3 separate regions of the Anser cygnoides genome follow, and regions 1 and 2 are each linked to region 3. Evidence: chromatin contacts called from public Hi-C data. All regions are on one chromosome and are shown on one strand. The core of a region is the stretch at or near the end of the contact, and the rest is flanking DNA. Distances in the headings are between cores, read along the strand shown.

What was found. Hi-C and Micro-C count contacts between places; a contact is called where the count stands out from the background.
Region 1: a Hi-C map of liver shows a contact between it and region 3, with 2.3 times the contacts expected there. The contact joins two enhancer-like sites. A contact is called at or near these places in 3 of 7 Hi-C or Micro-C datasets (granulosa cells and liver).
Region 2: a Hi-C map of liver shows a contact between it and region 3, with 2.1 times the contacts expected there. The contact joins two enhancer-like sites. A contact is called at or near these places in 3 of 7 Hi-C or Micro-C datasets (fetal liver and liver).

What each region holds. Positions count from the first base shown.
Region 1 is chr5:29,083,338-29,086,824 of Taihu_goose_T2T_genome, forward strand. The region is part of intron 8 of RAD51B (RAD51 paralog B); the gene reads left to right. It overlaps LOC136791005 (a long non-coding RNA gene), which reads right to left. Exons shown (of 3, transcript XR_010832058.1): 3 at 1,057-2,769. Among named protein-coding and RNA genes, the nearest start is that of ZFP36L1, 210 kb to the right of the region's middle. Within about 2 kb of position 1,279, at least 1 of the 3 cell types and tissues checked has open chromatin away from gene starts, as enhancers often do. A contact at or near this core is called in liver, where this site is marked.
Region 2 is chr5:29,182,348-29,185,915 of Taihu_goose_T2T_genome, forward strand. All of the region lies in intron 10 of RAD51B (RAD51 paralog B), which reads left to right. It overlaps LOC136791006 (a long non-coding RNA gene), which reads right to left. Exons shown (of 2, transcript XR_010832059.1): 2 at 2,248-3,568. Among named protein-coding and RNA genes, the nearest start is that of ZFP36L1, 110 kb to the right of the region's middle. Within about 2 kb of position 2,099, at least 3 of the 3 cell types and tissues checked have open chromatin away from gene starts, as enhancers often do. A contact at or near this core is called in fetal liver and liver, where this site is marked.
Region 3 is chr5:29,312,695-29,316,226 of Taihu_goose_T2T_genome, forward strand. No RefSeq gene overlaps it. Among named protein-coding and RNA genes, the nearest start is that of ZFP36L1, 16 kb to the left of the region's middle. Within about 2 kb of position 1,282, at least 3 of the 3 cell types and tissues checked have open chromatin away from gene starts, as enhancers often do. A contact at or near this core is called in fetal liver and liver, where this site is marked.

The DNA.
Region 1 (3,487 bases), core at 29-2,528, 230 kb before region 3:
AAAGTTAACAAATGCTGTTTCACAGATGAGGGAACAAAGGCCCAGATAGGATCAGTATGTTGCATTTGCATTTCTCCATTCTCAGTTCTGGCATGCGAACACCCACGATTCTTTATTATCTTTTTCCTTCAATGATTTTTGAAAAGGGGGACAGTAAAATTGGGATGATAGCTACTTCCCCGCCTCAGGGAAGAGCTGTGAGGATGGTTAATGTTTACCCCCCTCTTCCTCACCCCAGCTGCTGCACGAAGCTGCCACTGCTGCGGTCCCATCACAGCACGAGGGGAAGGTGATGTGTGGTGGCATTGCCCACAGACAGGTATAGGCTGGAAAGCAGTGTTAGCAGGCTTTGTTCTAAAAAAAAAAATGAAAATGATATATAAATCAGAAAGAAATTCACGCAGCCGGTTTCATTCCTCTCGTTTGACTGACTTTGGAAACAGTGAAGCCTGGCTGCACTTTGTGGATTGATCTCACTCCACGTTTTGGGGATGGATGGGAAGCAGACCTTCAAAACTGCAGCCTGCGGCTGCTGGTAGATGCACAGAAACAGCGAACGAAACAGCTGTGGGTGCGTTCTCCCGATTAGGACGGATAGAAGAAGTCAGGACATACATTAGCCGTGTTTCCCACAGCGAGTACAATTCTCCCTGCCCTCGGATATAATGGCTCGCTGCTGTACACTGTGCAAACAAATTACGCGTACTGTGGGAGCCACAACTTTAAATTTCTCAACCTTTTTGCATGCAAAACTCTAGAATTAATTATGCTTTTTTACATTTAAAGTTCCTCTTAGCTGGCTGGAGGGAGGTCTTTGTGATTAAAGGAAGCAGGTTTCATTGAGCTAGACGAGTTGTGATCTGTCCTCTTTTTCACCTCCCCTCAGGGCAAAGACCAACAGCTTGAGGGTGACCCCTCCAAGAAGTTTCACTGAAAAGGAAGATGAGAAAGGCTGGACAGGCTCTTTCTAATGCTCTGCGCTGGAGCCAGGAAAAGGCAGCTGTTTCTAGCCTTTCTGCTTTTTTTTTTTTTTTTTTTTTTTTTTTTTTTTTTGCCCCTCGCCCCCCCCCCCCCCGGTGGCTGAGATCTGGGCTTGCTGCCATATCTGTTTGTCTGTCTGTCTCATGTTGTTTTTCTCAGAGCTTCAGAGGCCAGTTGCCCATAGTCAGTTGCTGGGAACAGAGGTTGTTCCTTGTATCGTCTTAACTCTCCATGCCAGAGTGTTCATGCTTGAATAGGAAACAGCAAGATCTGTCAAAATAGCCCTTTTCTTTGGCGCTTTGAGGCTGCATTCTCCACGGCCATCTGTTCCCTTTCACCCTTTTGGACAATGTTGCTATTTGAAACCAAGCACTCTTTGCTCTCTCCCTTTCCCCTTGCCCTCCCCCCCACCCCCAAATCTGGGAAAAAGGGGAAAAAAAAGTTGTTTCTGGCCCTGCCTGGCCCCTGGAGGATTCAACCATTTTGTAGTCCAAGCGTTAAAAGTGATATTTTGCTTTTTTTTTTTTTCACTGACTTTAAAAAATGTAATACATCTCAGGAGAGAAGAGTCACTGCAGCAAAAGATCATTTTGGATTTATGCGTTATTCTCCACAGAGCACTTCGGTGTCCTGTTGATGCCTGATGCAGCCTACAGCACAAACTTGGCAAGTCTCAAAATAGTTTGCATTATAGCAGGAGCGGAAGGAACCTCCTATAGTTAAGGCCATATAACTGTTTCCCTTCTACCCCTCTGTGTCCAGGCAGAACAGCTTATCAGGATGAAATTTTCCAGTCCTGGTGGCTGTCCAAAATTGAATTTATTTGGTTAGTTTGAGATAAAGTGAGTCATTGCTTATTGAGAATGAGATGAAGAAAAAAGAATATACCTCCTCAGGGCCGGGACGGGACCTGCGACGTGAAGAAAGGGGCTGGCTGGCTGGGAGGCTCCTGGAAGGTCCGGGTCAATCAGGGAGGGAAGCCAGACCCTTGTAATCCTCGTTCATTTTAACATCCTCCATGTTACTGCCTCGCTCCGTGTATAAGTATGCACACACGCATGATTTTTCAGCTTTGTAAATGAATCCGTTCTGAACAGTGAGCCACTGTGGGCTGTGCAGGTACTAAAATTTTTTGTCGTTATCTTATAATGGGAGGGAAGGCATTTTGTGGGAGTGTAGCAGCTGTGTAATAAAGAAGTACAGAAGTGCCCGGTTGGCCTATGTGGTGAAGGTACTCCAAGCACTCGGCTGTCCCTGCCCGCTAGGTGTGGAAGGGTTGCCAGGCCAGCCCCAAAAGCACTTCTTCAGGCCACTGTCACAGCCCTCAGCTCGCGTCATGGATCCCTCTACGCTAAGAAACAGATGCAGCCGGTGAGAGGTACACTGGCAAATACAGAAACGTGGTTCCCTATTCACAGAAACACCACAGTCAGCCCTGATGCTGTTTGTTGCGAGAAATAACCGGGTCCCTCACTCTGCATTTGCTAGGCAGAGTTAGTCACACGTACCGTTTTTTACATTTAATGTTTCCTAACTTTTATGTTCCTCATCATACAACCAAAACATTCTTTCAGTTTAGGTTTTGTGATGGATAATATTAGGAGTTTGGCCAAATCTGAACTCCAGATGTGAACAGCTGTAATTTGCAAACCATCATCTCTAGCCCCCGAATGTTTGGCTGACCTCTGTTTCCATGTTGCAGGCTGAAAGGGAATTGTCTCATCCTGGAATTTCGTTTTTGACAACTTTGGCTGATGATCCAAGTACGCTTGTTGTTTTTATTTACACCTAGAGGGAATTGTTTTAACTGTTAATTACGTGACCAGTGTTAAGAACACCAAAGGCTAAATTTTCAGAGAAATGACCGTCATCGTAATGCAAATTAAAGCAGTTTACTCAGTTTGCGTACAAGAAATCGTAAATTCGAGATCGTTAAACGTAGCCCTTGTGGTTAACATCCCCACCCTGAACTCTTAATGACTGGAGATTTTCAACCATCTACATCAGGAAATTGTCACTCGCTGAGATTTGAAAACACTCCTGAAAGAGAACCAGTGCTGAAATAATCCTGGGAGTATAAAGGACAGATAACTTCGTTCACCAGTTCAAATGCAGGGAGTGAGGCTGTGATCAAAAATTGTTGTTTGCGAAGGCTTTTTAGTCTATGCGAAGTATTTTGAGAAAGGTCCAGTGGCTGAATGGCAGTGCTAAGTTAATCAGGCAGTTAATCAAGCTAACTCGCGTGCTGGCAGTGGGCTGGCTGCAGCATCACAACATCCTCTGTGGCTCCTTAGCAGAATGTATTTCCCAAGGCAGACTTCAGTGCTCACTTAAAACTAACTTACTTATGCCTACTGTCCTTTTCTGTCTGCCATGTAGACATACCATCAGACTGCTCCCCGGGAAGTGGACAGCCGTGTCAGAAACACCCTCAGTATGGTAGCACTAATTGGCCCTTTTATTGGCCACTTTATCGCACATTGAGTTCTCCATCAGAAACTTGACT
Region 2 (3,568 bases), core at 849-3,348, 130 kb before region 3:
GAATAAACCAAAGGAAATGTAAGAAGGTAGGGATAATGATGCAGAGTAGCCTCAAGATTGCAGACCCTTCTAACCACCTTTGTTCACCAGTTGATTTGTTTTTCCACAACTTGTGCTGCAGCTCGTATACACTGATAGGCTCCTGCAGACAGAATAGAGTGTTAAGAAGTCAATAGGGTAAGAGTTCAGATTCACTTTTCATTTGCTGTGCAAGCCCTTTACCCTTAGCTATTCTGGCAGGGCAGAGTTTCTGGACCAACAGTTTCTGGACTGTTTCAGGGTTGAGGAATCCCAAGACTGGCACATGAAACTAAACTGGGAAAAGGAGAAATGGCCAAAGTACTTGTGCTCTCCAGCAAACCTCTGCAGTAGGCTGTAGGACAAGTTTGCTGGGAACTGGGAGAGAGAATGGGGAGCAGGAGGCCTGGTGCAGTGCTGAGCGCAGCCCTGACTGCACAGCGGCGCTGGTGTTGGTGCAGTCCTGTCCCTCTGTGCTCTGCCCTCCCATGCCCGGCACGATGCTGGCCGCATGTGAAACTCCTGCTGACTCACACCCATGGCCTGGCACAGTCTGGGCTTCGCTTGAGTTCAGTTCTCTGTGCTGACAGAGCAGTCATGTGCGGGTACAAAACTCTCCCTGCGAAGTGTCCCAGTCTCCTGCTGTCCTACCTCTGCATGCATGCCCACTCCACAGCGGTTAAAGGCATTGCTGGCCCACCTACTGCTAGCTCCCTCCCAGTATGGCCCACTTTAAAAATGAGTTGGAGTACCCTGGACTGGGAAGGGTGCTGTGGGAAAGCAACACGGCGGCTTCAGATAAGCACTGCAGAAACCAGCTCCAAAGGAGGGTACAAGAGGGTGGCGAAGGCAAGCCTACAGCCTGCCTCTGGGCTGGCAGCTGCAGCAGGCAGCTGTTTGGCCAGTGCTGAGAGTGCAGAGATAAGGGACGGCTGAGGAGCTAAAAAGGCTTCCAGGGAAGGCGGGCTGGTGAGAGAAGGGGGAAGGGGAGGGGCAGTTGTGAGTCCTCTTGTGCACAAAATTTCCAGAGCCTCAGTAAGCCCCAGGGAACCACAGGCCTATGCATGGGATGCTTATTTTTTTTTTTAGATCTGTTTTAGTTTAGATGTTTGGGATCTGAATAGGTTGTGATTTATCCTAAAATGGGTGTATGGTGACAGGATATAACTTGTCACAGCAAACTGAACTGCAGGGAATGATCATAATTCAACTCTCAAATTCAGCTTAAAATTCAGCCTGATGGCAAGGGAGTCTTACAGTCATATCCAGAGACAAGAAGTTGTTTGCTGTGAGTTATTAAGAGATTTGAGACGTGAGAAAGTACCAAAATAGCTCAGACATGCACCTTTATGTGTCATGCTTACACAGATCTTACTGGTCCCTGCTAGCAGGCCTTTCTTCCATTTAATTTTATCTCGTTACCCATAGATACACCCCTTGTGCATTTATTTTGTTAATGAAATGTTGGCTCTATTGAAATATCCACTCTGTAGGGGTTGCCAGGACATATAAAAAAGAACAGCCATAAACTATGTTCATTATTAGTGCAGTGCAATGCCAGGTCCAGTACTGATTCCATGAAGTAGGAAAGGGAGAACAGAACTTAACATGTCCCTGACCTGTCCAGAGGGACAAAACAGAGAGCTTTTATTTTATTTGTTTCTACAGTGACTCAGTCTGTAGTAACTGGGTTAAAGTCCACTTAGAAACGAATAGAACAAAAGGCCTCCTGTTAGTGCTGGACATTTTCCCTCTTCAGATATCACCAAAAGGATTTTTTAAAAAAAAGCCCTCCAGCAGAATGCAGGAAACCACAAGCTTATGGGAATGTAGCAGCACTTTGGAAAGGAAAACACTGCCTCAGACTTTCATCTGCAGGGCTTGCTTTTTTTTTTTTTTTCTCCCCCTTTTTTTTTCTTTTTTCTTCCTTCTTTTCATCTCCTCACAGCTAAAAGCATTAGCCAGGTCAACTCAGAGCCTGGAGAAAACACTGGTGGGGAGAGGAGTTGGGTTGCAGGAGGTCATTGCCAGATCCCAGGCAGAGAAGAAAAAAAATGGAGTGTGCAGGTCACCATGGTCTGCAAGGGGGCTCCAGCACAGAGAGTGCTGTGGTGCAACAAGGTCCTGCAACTTTCAGTCACACACTTACTTGCCAGGCTGAGGGTCTTACTGGGGTCAGAACCCTGGATCCTACAGACCATACCACAGGGAAAAAAGGGCATTTGCATATTTTTTGGTACATCTAATTTTTTTATTATTTTTTTTTAATGTAGCTTAGTGACATCTAAGTAACAAATTACATAATGTTCTGTAAGATATAAAAAGTATCTGAAATGCTTTCTCCCTTCCACACTAAGTATTGTCATGGCGTGCCTGTATTTTCATTGTAAAACAAACATTTTCATGCAAGCATTCACAAAGTTTCATTAATTTTCACTTCAACATTTTAATAAGGAAATTGACCTGATAGTAACAGATAAAGCATGTTGGAATATGTTTTGTATATGAGAATGAGCACTTTATTTTGTTTTCCAAAATTTCCCTTTCCCTTCTCAAAAAGGAACAAACAAACAAAAAAATCAACCCCAAACCCGTCAAAATTTGCAGCTATCTAAAATGAAATGAGGTTAAATGTTACTTCTTACCTATAGGTTTAGCTGTTCTTGTGATCCCAGTTTGTGGCAAAGGATATGTTACTTGCTTTTTGTTAGGTGAGTTTTATGCTCCCCTAAATCAGTGAAATGGCTTGGTGAATGGCCTAATGAGCAATGTTTTGGGTGTAAGAGAGGAATGGGAATGCATAGCCAGAGCTGGACCACATAAGCCGACAGTTAGTTTAATTTAGACTGCTGCAGAGCCATAATCTCAAGTGGTAAGCTTTTGAGTGACTTGACCAAGACCACATAGCACATAAGTAGTTGCTTTATTTAGTTAGATGACTGATTCTGTACTCAGAGAAGTTTAAGCCTTTTGTGTGTTCAAAATAAATAGGTAAAGAGACTAGACCTTGCCATGCCTCTTTTGCTGAGGACTGATGACACCATGCAGAAAATTCAGTCTTTAAACAAGATCTCCATCTGTAAGACTAAGTGATTCAGTTACTTTTAGTAGTTGGTATTGTGATATATACAGCATCTCCTCTCTAGGTAGTTTGGGACACTTTCCATTTTAGCCTGTGGTGATAATCAAAAATCAGTTTTCACTCACATGAATTGAGTTATTCCAGTTCCTAGTGGACAAATTATCAAATTATCTTTGGTGAAATCTCTAAATTTGGTTTCTGTAACAGCATTTTTGTAAAAATAATCAAATTCTAATCTCATTCTGTCATCTTATCTGAAGTCTCCTGCCTTAGCCTTCTCCAGGCTGAACTCAAATTGTTTGTTTTAGGACCATTTTAGGGTCCTTCCACTGGACTTTTCTTCAGTTTGCCAGAGTCTCTCTTGTACTCTGTGGCTTAAAACCGGACACAATATTCTGCTATTTGTTAACTAGCACATGCTTAAATGCTATTTTGTCCTTAGTGTGATCACAGCTAGTCACATTTGAA
Region 3 (3,532 bases), core at 32-2,531:
TCCTCACAGGACTTTTTTGCACTTCACTGTGTTTTGTGTTAAACGAACAAGGTATAAACCCCGCAAAGCAGAAGGCCCAGCCCAAAGCCAGGGATGCTCAGAGCAGCCTTCATGAGCTCCCTACAATAACGCAAGAACGCACAGCGTGCTCGTGAGGGCAGCCTTAATATAACTGACGGGTACATGGCAGTCGGGTCCTGGCAATGTTGCAAAACACAGTGCCTGAGTTTCAGGAGTTCCAGATGGGGAAGACAGCTGTGCCAGCTGTGAGACTGTGAGAGGCAAATAAAACAACTAGCTGAGAAGGAGTTACAAATTCAGGACAAACGCCCAGGCAGCACCCCGCCTTCTTCTCGTAAGATGCATATAGCCAACACCCCGTTGCAATGGTAATCAGGGCCCTGGATAACATGGGGTTTGTTTGCTGCTAATATTGCCATTGTACCTACCCTAGCCGCAGATCTCTGCTCCAGACCTACGCCACCAAGACTGCAAGTTAGAGCTCTGCTGGCCGAAAGCTTTCTGAATGGGAACAGAGAGCGATCCGCCCTATCTCTACAAGTTCTAGCTCAGCAATGTGTGCTACGCCCATTCATCTGAATGCAGAATTAGCTCTGAAACTAATGATAAGGCTTTAAACGCCATTGCACAGCTAATTTATTTCCCCACTGTCCCAAAGTGCTTCCCAGGTGCTGAAAAGCTTGGCTGCAAAAATCTCCATAGCCTCTGCTGACAACCTCCACAGCGCTGCTCTGCATTGCAACACCTTTCCCATCACCGCAGGCCCGAGTGCTTTGAGCAGCAACGTAGTTAGCCACGGTGAGGGTGGTCGCTCTCCTCGAGGCACAGCTCGGGGAGCCGAGGCCCGGCAAGGCGACGTGCCCGCTCCCCAGGCTTGGATGGGAAGTGTGCACCCAGCTGATGCCTCCCGTTTTCCACGCGTCTGTTCCCTCCTCAGAGTTAATTTAGCAATTTTCTTTGCCTTGATGTCAGTGGCGTTACATAAGTCTAAACTAGGTGTGAGATCACAATACAACACATCGATTATACAAGGAGGCACAAGGTCATAACCACCCTTTGGACAGAGGGAGGACGTGTGTATACACACACATAAACACACCTAGGTGGATATATATATAAACACACACGTGTGCCCACAGCGTTTCCATTTGGAGGTGTGCCATGCATGGCACATGTCTGTTGGGGCAGAAAAACATCGCTGCCTGTGTTTCTGCATCAGAATCTTTTGTTTTTTTCTCTTGGGCTTTGGAGTTACTTCTGTTTTACAAAAATAGCACCACTCAGGGCAGTCTTCCTGATAGGTGGAATAATTTCCCCTTGAGAAGGAACTGGTGGAAATCCCCTCTCTTGAGACATTTTAACTCTGCCAAAAATGTAGAATGGGAGTGACTGCTTTAACTAGCGAGCTGACTTGGATGAGCTAATGGGTTTTTCCATCACTAGTGTCTAGTTCCAGGGATTTCCATGAATTGCTGTCAGGACAGAAGAAGGCAGCAGATTGCAACTGTGGGATCTGCTGTTTCAGCTCCACTGACACGTCATTCCCTCAGGACACCCAGTGACCTGGTTAATCTAGTTCTTTGCTTCTGACTTCTCCTCGTAAATGATTTATCAACTGGCATGGATCCCTGTTTGCTTAAGGAGGCGTGTGACGACCTCTAGCAGACTGGCTGCTCAAAGCCACGGGCTGCGTTTGGCACCCGAATGCTGGTCCCAGCTTGTGACCCTTGGCACGGGGCGCAGAGGGACAGGGCTGCAGCAGAGGCCGGAGGGGAGGGCAGCTGCGGGGGACTGTGGGTGATGTTTACATGGCTGTCTGGAGAGCGCCGTGACTAAGCTGCCGGCTCGACAGCGAGAGCGCCTGCCCAGGACCTGCCTCGGCCCGCTCTGACCCGCGTGGTATGAAGGCGCTGGTGGGCAGAGGGCCGGCTCACTGCTGCGTACGGGCTGCGGGGTGCTGCCCGCGGAAGCGTCAGCGGTACCAGAGCCAGCCTTGAGGTCCGTGTGCTCCATGGAGAAAGTAACGTCACCGTCCTCCGCCTTGACCATTCCCACAGAGAGATCTGCATCGGCGGTGGTGACATCAGTGTCATGTCTGAAGCAGATGTGGCTCTGGAGGTCTTCATCACGCACATATGTAGGTCTCTGCGCATGTCACCACGTGCGAAACGCTGCCGTAAGAAAAAGATGGTGCAGATCTAAACTCACTCGCTCAGAAGCCAGGGAGTGAGGGTGAAGATAATTCCTGCAAGACTTACATCCTACCTTTGTACCAGGGCTAAAGGAGCGCAGAAGGAGATCGGATATCACAAATTGGGCACCCTTCTGAAAAACTGTCTATGGGCAACTCCCTGCCTTCCCTCCAGGCCAGTTATTGCTGCTTCCTGCTCTGATTGTTTCAAATCCGGTTATCTTGAGTTATGCCTGTTCTGGCAAATACGGCGCAGCAGAGGGGAGGTTCTGTTCCAGTCGATGCTGTATGCATGTCACAGATCACAGAGATTAGCATGGGAGGAATCGCTGAGATGAGCTGCTTGAGGCAGATAGTGGGAAGCTTACAACAGAGCTGTGTAACAGAGTCATAAAACTGTTGAACGAAATCTTCATTTTGGAGGACACGGGGCCATGCTGGATTTGCAGCTGGCAGGAGGCTGCTTCACCGGGGCAGCACCCAGCAGTAAGTGAGCAGAGGAAGCCTGTTGTGGGCAGCTGGGCTCCCAAGAAGCGCGGTGTCGCACCACCTAAGGGCCACACATCATCAGGGAGGGCTGGTTCAGGCTGTGGCAAGGAACCTGCAGCCACATGTAGAGAGGAGCAGGGGTGTGTTTTCTTCTCGCGTTAAGGGTGGATCTGGAGCAGCTTTCAGCTTCCTGAGACCTCAGGGGTGGTCGTTCTTCATGGCCCAAGAGGGCGGAAGGTGCAGCTCCCGTTCCCTTTTGGGGGCACACCACTTGCACGTGCCTCAGCAGAAATCTCTGTTCACACACCACATGCTCCCACTCTGCTCCTTGTACAGAGGACCAACGTCACCAAAGGACGGAGAAATGGTGGGATGTGTGAGGGCTAACCCCACCTCACCAGGAGCAGCCACGGCTTAAAAAACAAACCTATGTCCCCACAGACAAATTCAGTCTAGGCTGGGCCCACACGCCCTATGAGATCCTAGTCATAGTCACAGAGCAGAGAGGCAAGGCAGGGAAAGAAAGGGTGGTCAGTGAGTTATCCCCAAATCATATTTCCAACCTCTTAATATGTGTGGAATTATTTTAGACATAAACTTCAGTCTGAATTCCCAAGTGCTGATAGACTTGTATATGGATAACACCAGGTTCAGGCTTAATTTCAAGCCCAAACTCACTGACCGTTCACACCACCTCTTCCGTTCAGTCTTGCTCTCCAAAGAGCAGAGAGGAGCATGCTCTGTATAGAAGCGATGTCCTTACAAGCAGCACAAGTGCTCCTGGCTCAAACCTCTTGGTTTTGTGAACTCAAACACATTTACTGAGGACAG